Regions from separate parts of the Sus scrofa genome. Here all the other regions are linked to region 1. Evidence: chromatin contacts called from public HiChIP or PLAC-seq data. All regions are on one chromosome and are shown on one strand. Each heading gives the region's core, a stretch centred on a gene start, on an enhancer-like site or on the middle of the called end of the contact. The rest is flanking DNA. Distances are from core to core; before and after follow the strand shown.

The links. HiChIP or PLAC-seq counts read pairs in DNA pulled down with a chosen protein or histone mark.
Region 2: a contact with region 1 is called in an H3K27ac HiChIP or PLAC-seq map of skeletal muscle, with 2.1 times the contacts expected there. The contact joins the enhancer-like site here to the promoter of PLGRKT in region 1. A contact is called at or near these places in 5 of 47 Hi-C or Micro-C datasets (embryonic fibroblasts, fibroblasts, heart right ventricle and 2 more) and 1 of 2 datasets of contacts at active chromatin or transcription factors (skeletal muscle).
Region 3: a contact with region 1 is called in an H3K27ac HiChIP or PLAC-seq map of alveolar macrophages. The contact joins the enhancer-like site here to the promoter of PLGRKT in region 1. A contact is called at or near these places in 3 of 5 promoter capture datasets (fetal liver, fetal skeletal muscle and liver), 11 of 47 Hi-C or Micro-C datasets (alveolar macrophages, embryonic fibroblasts, fibroblasts and 6 more) and 2 of 2 datasets of contacts at active chromatin or transcription factors (alveolar macrophages and skeletal muscle).

Annotation. Positions count from the first base shown.
Region 1 is chr1:216,690,415-216,694,206 of Sscrofa11.1, forward strand. PLGRKT (plasminogen receptor with a C-terminal lysine) reads left to right here and starts at 1,657. Exons shown (of 5, transcript NM_001190217.1): 1 at 1,657-1,737. It also overlaps a transcript of CD274 not described here.
Region 2 is chr1:217,066,378-217,070,169 of Sscrofa11.1, forward strand. No RefSeq gene overlaps it. Among named protein-coding and RNA genes, the nearest start is that of JAK2, 66 kb to the left of the region's middle. Within about 2 kb of position 2,069, at least 8 of the 83 cell types and tissues checked have an H3K27ac peak or open chromatin away from gene starts, as enhancers often do. A contact at or near this core is called in skeletal muscle, where this site is marked.
Region 3 is chr1:216,431,337-216,435,128 of Sscrofa11.1, forward strand. It overlaps RIC1 (RAB6A-GEF complex partner protein 1), which reads right to left. Exons shown (of 26, transcript XM_001924914.6): 4 at 2,684-2,791. Among named protein-coding and RNA genes, the nearest start is that of RIC1, 62 kb to the right of the region's middle. Within about 2 kb of position 1,680, at least 2 of the 83 cell types and tissues checked have an H3K27ac peak or open chromatin away from gene starts, as enhancers often do. A contact at or near this core is called in alveolar macrophages, where this site is marked.

The DNA of each region.
Region 1 (3,792 bases), core at 407-2,906:
AGGAAGCTAACCTCTATGGACTACATAGAGGCTCCCTTGTTTTCTGCCTTTCTGGTGGATCTGGTCAATGGAATATCTCAGCAGGATACCAGAGCATGGAAGGACAGAGAGATGTGTCTTTCTTCTCTACTCTATCCCCACTTGGAGCTGAGATGCTAGCAGTATCTACAACTACAGGATCTTACCCCACTTGGCCAAGGATTAGCAGTGACTTCTTTCCTCTAGTGAACAACATAGCTCCTGTTGGGTAGTCCTTTCATACAGTCACAGCTATTGCTCTTGCCTAGTTTTAATAATTGCTCCCTTCTCCTTGTCCCTTTAGACCTAGAGTTAGTAACAGGTTGCCACTGTTGCTGGTTACTGCTATTTACTTAATGCTAACTGTGTTCCAGACACTGTGCTAAGTGCCTAAATATTTATCTCATTTAGTCTTCACAGTCCAATAAATTAAATGGCTTCAGTCCTATTGTAGAGATGATAAAAGTTAAATTTTGGAGAGGATGAAGAGTGACAGTGATGGATATCAAATAAAGGTTTGCTTATGCTAGATGTCGTGCAAACGCTATCACATCAGTTGCTATCCTCTCTTAATGAGTCCAAGACGTCCTGCACTCAAATGATATCATATCAGTTGCTTTCCTCTCTTAATGAGTCCAAGTTCCAAATGGCTTCGCTTCTGTGTGCCCAGGTCACTCTGGCAAGATGGTGGGGTGGTGTTCACTCACATGCAGAGCCTGGGGGAGATTAAATGCTTTCTTCACTGATGTGAGGGTCAGACAAGGCTAAGGGCAGGGACCTTTCTCAAGGCCAAAGCCTGGTAAAGTCCTTGATATTCTTCCAAGCCGTGTAGTAGCAAAGAAAAGTATGCCAACAGTTCCTCAAGTTTTTCCTCAAGGAAACTCAGAGAAGGACCTGACTTACTCAAGACAAAAATTACTGGTGAGGGTGAGAAGAAATGATTACCTCTCAGGGTAGCAGGGGAGAAAGATGTGCTCGGTCAAAGAAACTGGATTGGTAACTCTGACCAGGTCTATTCTTTTTTCGTTTCCTGCCTTAACATTTTTGCCACTTTAATGGGTGGCAATTTAACAGATGGAAGAGACTGAGGCTCCAACAAATTAAATAAACTATGTCTGTGCTGATATTCAAAGGGGGGGGGGATCTACCCTCGACATTAAACATTCTGTAAAGCAGAAAAGCCCTTACAAATTTTTATAACTGTGGATTATATATATTTCAATGACAACCTCATGAGACACATTCTCGAAACAGACCTTACAAGTGGTAGTTGACTTAATTACTGGAGAATAACTATGACATGGCTCATTAAGCTCTCCAGAGAGAGTTTTACTTTGAGAGGGAACATGACTTGCTCAAGCTCCTCGTGGGTAAGTGACAAACCTCACTGAGTCATTTAAGTGCGATTTCCATGCTGCTCTCTCTCTGCCTCCTTTAAATTTGATTGCTGAGTCCCTGTGGTTTTGAATTTTCCTCTTTGACCCGCCGCTCCCAGGCGCCTGGCGGAAAAGAACATACCAGACCTTCAAGGTCAAGCTTGCGGGCCCTTTAAGGAGAGCTGCGCTGATTGGCTGAGGCTCGGAATTGTCTGTCATGGCCAGCCAATCCTGAGGCACTGTGGGAGTGAGGCCCAGTTCCCTGCGGCGGTCTAGGAGAAGCCAGGCCTGGAAGCCTCCGTTGAGACCGGAGAGACCCGGCGCCTCTACTGCCCACTGCCCAGTGAGTGTGCACCGGCCGAGCGGGCCAGGCTGGCCTCAGGTGGCTGGGGAGGGCGGGTCCCCGCAGTTGCGAGTGCGAGAGCTGAGCCCGTGGGGGTCCCCAGCTTGACGGGCCGCGCTGGGCGCCCTCCCCTCAAGAGCGACCTTGGCTTCCTCAGCTGCTAGTGCCGACCAGTACTGCCAGCCTCGTTTGAAGGAGTCGTTCTCCCTTGCATAGACTGAGGGCTCTCCCATAACGTTGTAATTATGCTGGGGAAGTAGGCAGAGAGTTGTTTACGGAAATCAACATATCATTACATATCACTGCAGGAGTTACCCAAGTTACAGTAATTGGGTCCAGGGTGCGCAGGTGGAGTTAACGTAGGGAAAACCTTCCGGAAGCTGTGGGAGTTCTGGGCTGGAATCTATAGGGGAAATGCGCTAGTTTGAATGGAACGCGCAAGCTAGAATTTGTAGGGGAAGTGGTCTAATTTGAATGAAACCCAAAGACATTGAAAACGATCGTAATCATGCAACTAGTTATAAATGCAGGTTGTTAATACGTCATTTGTTCAGGAAATGAGTCAGTGCACAAATCTGGATGACACACTTATAGGTCATGGAATTATTAATTTTTTTAAGGTAAAATCAAATCCTGAATTCCTAGGTGTGACCCAAGGAGGATTTCTTGGAACTTGCAGCCCCAACACTCCTCAGAAATACCCCTATCTATTGCACAGCTGAGGCAGGGCTGGAGCATTAAAGAGACCTTTTTAAGGTCTCGTGAGTAATCAAAGGAAAAAATGAAGGCAGAAGAGACCCAGATCAGCATTCTTAGCCTTCTGAGACACAGTAGTGTCCAAGCTGTAATTAGTAAGGCATTTCTCTCCAATGACAAAGTGTTGGCAGTTTTGAAAACACTCATTTTTCAGGTGTGGTCTTCTTTGGGAATTACAGGGGAGCTCTTCCCCCTTCTACCTTTAACTCTTGGGAACATCTTCTAATACATCCAAACTACAATCCAGACCCAAAAGAACAAGGCCAAGAAAGATGTAAGCCAAAGTCCTAACTTCCCAGATAGTTTCTCTTCCCTAGGTGACTGACATAAGGATTGTCACTCTACTTTGGGGAGAGTCTACCCTCTTATAAATAGGGGCATTCTAAGGGATATAACTCTGACATACGGTGTGTGTGTGTAGAAATGGGATTAGAGGAAAGTTGTTTTCTTTATAAATGTTTGTTGCAGGTGTAAAAATTCAATTATATACTCCTACCTACAGAATAAAGAATTAGGAATGACAAGTGTCTGAGCTACACCTTCTTTTATATCACTTATGTTTCTGCAACATTTCTGGGGTAGAGACACTTTGGGGACTGCCAAGACAGGTCATATATTGCTCCTGCCTTCAGGCAAGTTGTGCTCTGCTGTTGGAGACAGTGGACACGGGGCTGTCAAAGTCTAGAGACAGGAGAGAACTTCTAGATCACCTTACTGGGTGGTCTCCTCCTCTGGCCACAGGATGGAGTGGAGCAGTGGGTGGGGAGGAAAATCTCATGACCTGCCAGGCCTCTTTATGGAGTGCCTCTTCTCCTCTGTGAGTGGCTCAGCCTCCTGTACCCAGCCTTGAAGTTGACTGGCTCAGAGACTTCTGTAAATTAAGGATGCATCTTTGGCCAGAATACTGGGAAGCCACTGAAGTCTGGCTTGCATTTCCCACTCACTTGAGCCCCATTAGTAGTAGCCTCATTCCATCTGGCATGAAATGTTCTCCCTCTCCCCACGTCTTTTCACCAGTTGGCTAGAACCCAAAATTTCTGCTTAAGATATGGAAAATAGGAACTCTGTCCGGGCTTCTCACAGAATATTGTGAAACCTAGGTGGAAGCATTAAGAGTGGCCACCTTGACCTGAAGTTCACCAAGTGCTCAACAGCCTACCAAAGAATATCAGCAACATTGTTGAGGAGGGTAGAGCAGCTACAACTTCCCCAAGTTCTGCAGTCTTCTGAAGGTAGAATCAACAACTAACTGAAGGTCTTTTCTACCTACCTATTTGGATTAAGAACAAAAATTGGAAT
Region 2 (3,792 bases), core at 819-3,318, 380 kb after region 1:
TTGCATTCAATCCCTCCTCCCACCCTCTGGCCCTCAAATCACTAACCCATTTTCTCTTCCTATAATATTGCCTTTTCTATCATTTCTTATTAATGGCATAATTCAGTATGTGTCTTTTGAGTCTGGCTTCTTCCACTTAGCACAATCCATTTGACATTCAACCACAATGCTGCATTTGTGGTACTTTCAGTGCTGAGTAGTAGTTCACTATATGGATGTTCCACGATTTGTTAATCCATTCACCAGCTCAAGGACATTTGTGTTGCTACTGTTTTGGGATCATGAATTAAAACACTATAAATATTTGCATACAGGGTTTTGTGTGAATGTAAGTTTTTGCTTCCCTTAAATAAATACTTAAGAGTGGGAATGCCAGTTCACATGGTAGGTATGTGTTTAATTTTATAAGAAATTGCCAAACTGTTTTCCAAAGTGTCTGTACTAATCTGCATTCCCCATCAGCAATGTATAAGATTTCTATTTGTTCTGCTTTCTCACCATCATGTGGTATTGTTAGTTATTTGTGTGTGTGTGTGTTTAATTTTCAGCTACACTAATAAGTGCAGAGTAGAATCTCGTGGTTTTAATTTGCATTTTCCTGAACTTGAGTTTAAAAACAAGAGAAGTGTGTCACTTTTAGAAAAAATTATTGAACGTACCTCTTAAAGAAAGAACAGATCATAAAAAGGATTTAGAGTTTTAAAAAAAAGTGATAAGATATTTTTACAATTTTTGCTTTTCAAATGTGGTGTGTAGTCAAAGTAATGTCACGTTATCTTCTTTTCCTCAAGACACTGTATGAGTCTAGTTGGTCCACTTTGTACACTGAGATCTTATCTCTCAGGGCCTGATGCCTCATTCAAAAAAATGAGAGTTTGGGAGTTCCCATCATGGTGCAGTGGAAGAGAATCCAACTAGCAACCATGAGGTTGTGGGTTTGATCCCTGGCCTCGATCAGTGGATTAAGGATTCAGCGTTGCCATGAGCTGTGGTGTAGGTTGCAGATGTGGTTTGGATCTGGCATTGCTGTGGCTGTGGCTGGCACCTACAGCTCCGATTAGACCCCTAGCCTGGGAACCTCCATATGCCATGGGTGCCGCCCTAAAAAGACCAAAAAAAGAGTTTGGACTACATCGATGGTTCTCAATTTTGGCTGAATATTAAAAAAAAAGCTGGGGAGATTTAAAAATCCTTATGCCCAGGCCATACTGAAACCAGAAATTGTGATTCAAGTGTCAGTATTTTAAAGCTTTGCTAGGTGGACATTCAAGGTTGAGAATGACTCGACTAATCTTTAAAAATTGCTTCAAATCCCCAAACCCTATTAGTCTAATTTCAGCTTTCTCAGATATACCTAAGTTAGGTCCACTTTAGTGGTATGCGTGAGGTCTCTCCTGTGTACTGTAGGATGCTAAATGGCATCTTTTGCTACCCATCCCATTCCAGTAGCACGCTCCCACCCCAAGCTGTGAGAATGAAAATGTTTCCAGACATCACCAAAGATACCTCCTTGAGGTCAAAATCACCTGTTGGTTGAGAACCACTGCTCCATTGCATGCCACAGTAAACCAAACACAAATCAATGGCACTTAGAAGCTTTTACAATTTATAACAACATTTTCTTCTGCAGTCTATTCTACCCACTAGTGTTTCCACCGCTAATTTATATTAAACAAATGAAGAAACTCTATTTTCAGACATTAATTTTGATGCTGCATTGCCAACCAGCAGAGGGCACCTCTAAAGATCGACTGATAGTTCCTTCTTCTGAGCTCCTGTGAGGGAGTGATAAGATAAAAGCACAAGCCAGCAGCTCCTCTGCACAACCCTTGTGTGTGGGACAAGGGGAGAATAGGGAGGAAGACAGGACTGAGGGCTGAAGAAGGACCCGAGGAGAGAAAAGATAACACAAGAGATCCAGGGAGTCAATAGGCCAAGTTGTCAGAGATGTGGGCCAAAGAACTGGAAATGAGTTTCAGAAACTAAAAAAGTTTCCAGCTACATGGAGAGCTGAGGTCACTTTCAGTTTCCTGGAAGGGACTGGAGGGGGTACTGGAAAACACCTAGACTTCTTCCTCTTCTGCCTAGCCTAACCCAACTGCCCTTGAAGAGGAGCATGTGACAAAGGCAGGCACAACTTCTCCCTATCTGTGACCTTGTAAGAGAGCCTAAAATATCATGTTGTAGCTGCCACCATGTATCACAATTTAACATTGCTGCAATGTATTCCTCCAAGGGTATACCATCTGGTTTTCTGGAGGATCTAAAATCTCCATAGGTCTTCCTCTAGGCTCTTGTCATGCAGGCTCTGCAATTATTCTCAGTAAAGCACTGCCATTCACCCAGTCTTCTTGAGCATGATAAACTCTTCTAAAAATAGATCTTCTCAAATTAGCTTTGATTGCACACCCATCTCATTTACCAGCAGGCTTGATTTTCCCTCTGGCTTGCTTTTTTCTGACAACAACTTTGCAAACTCCTTCAGAGGGGGCTTGGCCTGATGGTTCAAATAGTTCTAGCTTGACACCTTGTTTTCGGCAAAACCAGACCAGTAGCCACCTTACAGAGAGAAAAACAGCCACCTAAAGAGTGTCCTTTAAAATATATGTATATATATATTTCATATATTTTCCCAGTTTTAAATAACACATAGGCAGAGGAAACTAATGCATATTAAAATGTGAAAGAAGCCAATCTGAGAACCTTACATACTATGTGACTCCAACTACAAGACATTCTAGATAAGGCAAAACTATTGAGACAGTAGAAGGGTCAGTGGTTACTGGGAGGAGGTGGGAGGGAAAGATGAATAGGTGGAGCACAGAAAATAATTAGGGCAGTGAAACAACTTTGTATGACACCATAATGGTAGATACATATCATTCACCTTAAAGTCCTAAATTCTTTTTTTTTTCAAGGTGATACATACAAATAACTTTTTATTTATTTATTTTAATTTCATCGAAATACAACTGACTTTAAAAGTCCTGAATTCTTAATGAGCATTATGGTCTTTGAAATATCATTATTTTCCAGGCTCAAGATATATTCAGTTCAGAGTTCCTGTCTTGGCTCAGTGGTTAATGAATCCAACTAGGAACCATGAGGTTGTGGGTTTGATCCCTGGCCTTGCTCAGTGGGTTAAGGAAGTATTAGAAAAGGAGTACAAAAACATGATACTTTTAAAATTGCACCGCCAAAAAACCAAATACCTGGGAATACACCTGACCAAGGAGGTTAAAGATTTATATGCCAAGAACTATAAAACATTAATGAAACAAATTAAAAGAGGATGCAAAGAAATGGAAAGATAGTCCATGCTCTTGGGTTGGAAAAATGAATATTGTAAAAAGGCCATACCACCCAAAGCAATCTACAGATTCAGTGCAATCCCTATCCAATTACCCATGACATTTTTCACAGCACTAGAACAAACAATCCAAAAATGTCTATGGAACCACAAAAGACCCAGAATTGCCAAAGCAATCCTGAGGAACAAAAACCAATAAGCAGGTATGACTCTCCCAGACTTCAGGCAATATTACAAAGCCACGGTCATCAGGACAGAGTGGTACTGGTACCAAACAGATGTACAGATCAGTGGAACAGAATAGAGAACCCAGAAATAAACCCAGACACCTACGGTCAATTAATCATCGAAAAAGGAGGCAAGAATATAAAGTGGGAAAAAGACAGTTTTTTCACTAAGTGGTGCTGTGAAAACTGGACAGCTGCATGTAAATCAAGGAAACTGGAACACACCCCTCACACCATGCACAAAAATAAACTCAA
Region 3 (3,792 bases), core at 430-2,929, 260 kb before region 1:
TATGATGGATAGGAATAAGACCAAGATTACTTTCCAGTAATTTAACTGCCTGCTAAGCAAAACTTAACACTCCTCACAAAGTTAAAATAATTCAGAATCTCTGCATTACCATCCATAGTGCTATCACAAAGAATGACCAGACATTTGAATAAACAAGAAAATGTAACCCAGAGTCAAGAGAAAATTTCATCAATGTAAAGAGACTCACAGACAATCCTAATGTTAGAATTAACAATTAAAATAATTGTGACAAACATGATAAAAAAATCTATCAAAAAGATTTATCTGTGTGTATATATGTGTATATATACACACACACCTTATTTAATTGAAAATGAACAAACTCATTAAAACAAAGGCTGATGTCAGATGTTAAAGTACTGAATATTTCCATAAAATTCAGTAAACAGGTCTTGTTCCAAGTCACCCAAGTGCCTGCCCTATCACTGATTCCCATTCTCACTTAAGATTTAAGAACTGAAGGATTGGAGCAAAGGGACTGTCCGCATCTCGGAAGAGCTGGGACACAGGTTCAGTCCCTGCCTGGCACAATGTGCTAAGGATCCGGCATTGTCACAGATGCAGCTTAGATCCAAACTGTGCCTCAGATCAGTTCCCCTCGCCTGGGAACTCCTTATGCTGCGAGGTGGCCAAAAAGGGGGGAAACAAAAACCCAAAAAACTAAACAATTAATTCTTGGCATCTGAGGGATATAAGTACCTTGTAGCAGTATTTGATATCCTATGTCTTTTACATGCCTATACTGGTTTTTAAGTATTCTGAAAATCACCCCAAGGTGTAAGTACACATAAAATATATGCACATATACCATAAATATATGTACTCTGAGTTATGCCCTAAGAGAGCCTCTCCAAACACTGACTTCTATGGGTTTTCTAACAGCTTTCTGGTATCCCAGAGGTATCTGTTATTGCTGTCACTGTTTAATTTAGGATCATAGAAGTAAAATAATAGGATCTATATTACTCATAATGACCAATACTCAAATGTATAAATATGTTCACTATCTAATTAATATTAAATACCATATATACTACATGGAGCTTTCTAAGTGCCTGAGATGAAGGAAGATTCAGAATAAATTGTAGTATTTATTACATGATATTAGTTAGAAATAGAATAAGTTTTTTCTGTTTGGGGTTTTTTTTGTTGTTTCTTTTTTTGTCTTTTTGCCATTTCTAGGACCGCTTCTGTGGCATATGGAGGTTCCCAGGCTAGGGGTCTAATCGGAGCTGTAGCTGCCGGCCTACGCCACAGCCACAGCAACTCAGGATCTGAACCTCGTCTGCAATCTACACCACAGCTCTCGGCAACTCGTTATCCTTAACCCACTGAGCAAGTCCAAGGATTGAACCCGCAACCTCATGGTTCCTAGTCAGATTCATTTCCACTGCGCCATGACAGGAACTCCAAAAGCCTAAGTTTCATGTTTCCTCACTCAACTTAAAATTATATAGGAATTCTCCAATTTCCAGGAGGTATGTGTTATAGGTGCTAATAATAACACTGCTCTGAAATGCCATTATTTTACTTAAGTTTCGAAAGAAAAATTAGAGATTTCCAGTCACCTAAATTTGTACGTTAGAAACTAGCACCTGACAAGTTAAAGTTGTACAAGACAGCAGGATTTTTTTAAGGCTCTTTTTCCATTCCATTTCCATGAACTCTATAGTTTTTGCCACTAGGTGGCAGTAGAAAGCCACCCTGTACAGTTCCACCTAGTTTGGTATCCAGACATTAAAAATTCCTTACACAAGTTACATTCTTGAAAAGAAACTCTATGCTAAAATAAAATCTGAAATGAAGAGTAAATTGAATTCAATCTTTTTTAGCCCTGATCACATTTAAACAAATAACAATAAAAAAGACATTCTTTCTGAGAAGAATTAAAGTAGAAAAAGAAATTAAATAAGGCAAAACAGTAGCTAGCCACCTACATATGATTATATTTAATATGTTCTAGCATCTGTACTGTTATACAATAGGAGAAATGATAGAAAGCAGCCTTTCATTAGAACTGTGAATGAGAAGATTTAAAAAACATAAGTATTATACTTACCCAGCTCAATACATTCATATATTGTATCGATATAGGTCAATACTTAATAAGAGTACAATGTCTTTTTCCCAAATCTGTCCCCACCCAGCCACTCAATTCTCACCCCCACTTTCTTATGTATTCTTTCAGAACAATACATACTCTAACACCACCAGCTCCCTTTAAAAACAAAGAAAAAACCGTAGCATCATTTTGTAGAGCATATCTTGCTTTTTTGACCCAGCAATGAATTTGCAAAGTTTATTTCAATAAATAGAGTCCTGTTTTTACAAATGCATAGCAGTATCTTATTTTAAGCAACTGGACTATGTTACTATGCTGTATTATTCAAACAATTTTAGATCTTATCAAAAATATAAATTTCTAAATAAAATTGCAGTTGGTATACCCAAATTATGGGCTTTATTACAGTAATCTAAGAATAATAATGTACCATCTGTAAAATTTGTATGTTTTTTATAGGGACCAATCAGGAATTTCTAGGACTGAAAAAAAAAAGATCCTCAATGAAAAGAAATCGATTTTCTTACTGGTCATGCAATTAACAAACTACACTGTATTTTGTCATCACAAAATTCTAAATTTAACCAAGGTACTATATACCTCATGATGGGTGCCTGCAAATCCAGTATTTTCCTCATCTCTAAATTTAATGCTGGAGCACACTGTTCTTCCTTAAAATGAGGTGGCCCCTTCCTTTGTGGACTTCCTCTAAAAACAAACAAACAAAAAAACAGAAAATATACAGGATTAAAGAGAAAGATAGTGAATTCTCCTCCACTCTGAAACTAATATCCCATCAAACAAAGTTAACATAACCAAATGCAAAAATCAGCTGTTCATTCTTTAGGTTTTCAAAGGAAAAAACATACTTAAATTTCATTATAGCAAATATATCTACTTTACAATTAAAAATAAATGCATTTGACCAATGTAATTTGTTTTGGGGGAGCGGGGTGAGAGTGGAGGGAGAAGAGCAAAGATGCTTAAGAAAAAAAACAGTAAAGATACAAGTGAATTCTCAAGGAACCAACAGACATCTTATTTAAAATGACTGATGGCCCTTTTGGAGTTGGGCAACTATGAAACTTATGTATCATTCTATTATACAGTGCATGTCAGAAGGGATCCACATCGCCACCTCATCTTACCTTACCCTACACCCCATTCTTGATTCCTATCCTTCATGTATGTATTAGCTTAGATTCAGGGATGATGCAACTGGGAGATGTTTCACATAACTGGTAAGAAATGGCCAAATGGCTAAATTTGAAAAACTCCTTGGCGTTAAACGGCTGCACCAGAGCCATAAAGGTCAATACCAACATAACTTAGGTGTCACACATAACCTATTAAAAGGACTATAAAGCTGTTTTGTAATCTTTACATCCATACGACATTGGACCATTCTTTCTCTAGCCTGTTCTGGAACTTAACAGCTATCTGTCTCTTCGCTCACTTTCAACTATCATTTATTCTAGGGAACAGTTAGCTTGCCTTCGTCATCTTTCCTTCTCCAGTCGCCTTCAATCCTAGAAACCAATTTTTCAGTACTATTAAAATTATGTGCAAAGAGTCTAGTAAATTCAACAGCTTTTAAGGTTCCTAGCTGTGAGAAAATTATTTGGATGCTAGGACAAGTATCTGAATACTTACTTTTTTTTAGTTATTTTTTCATACAGAAGCTTGATGGTGCTTTATTACCATCCTGC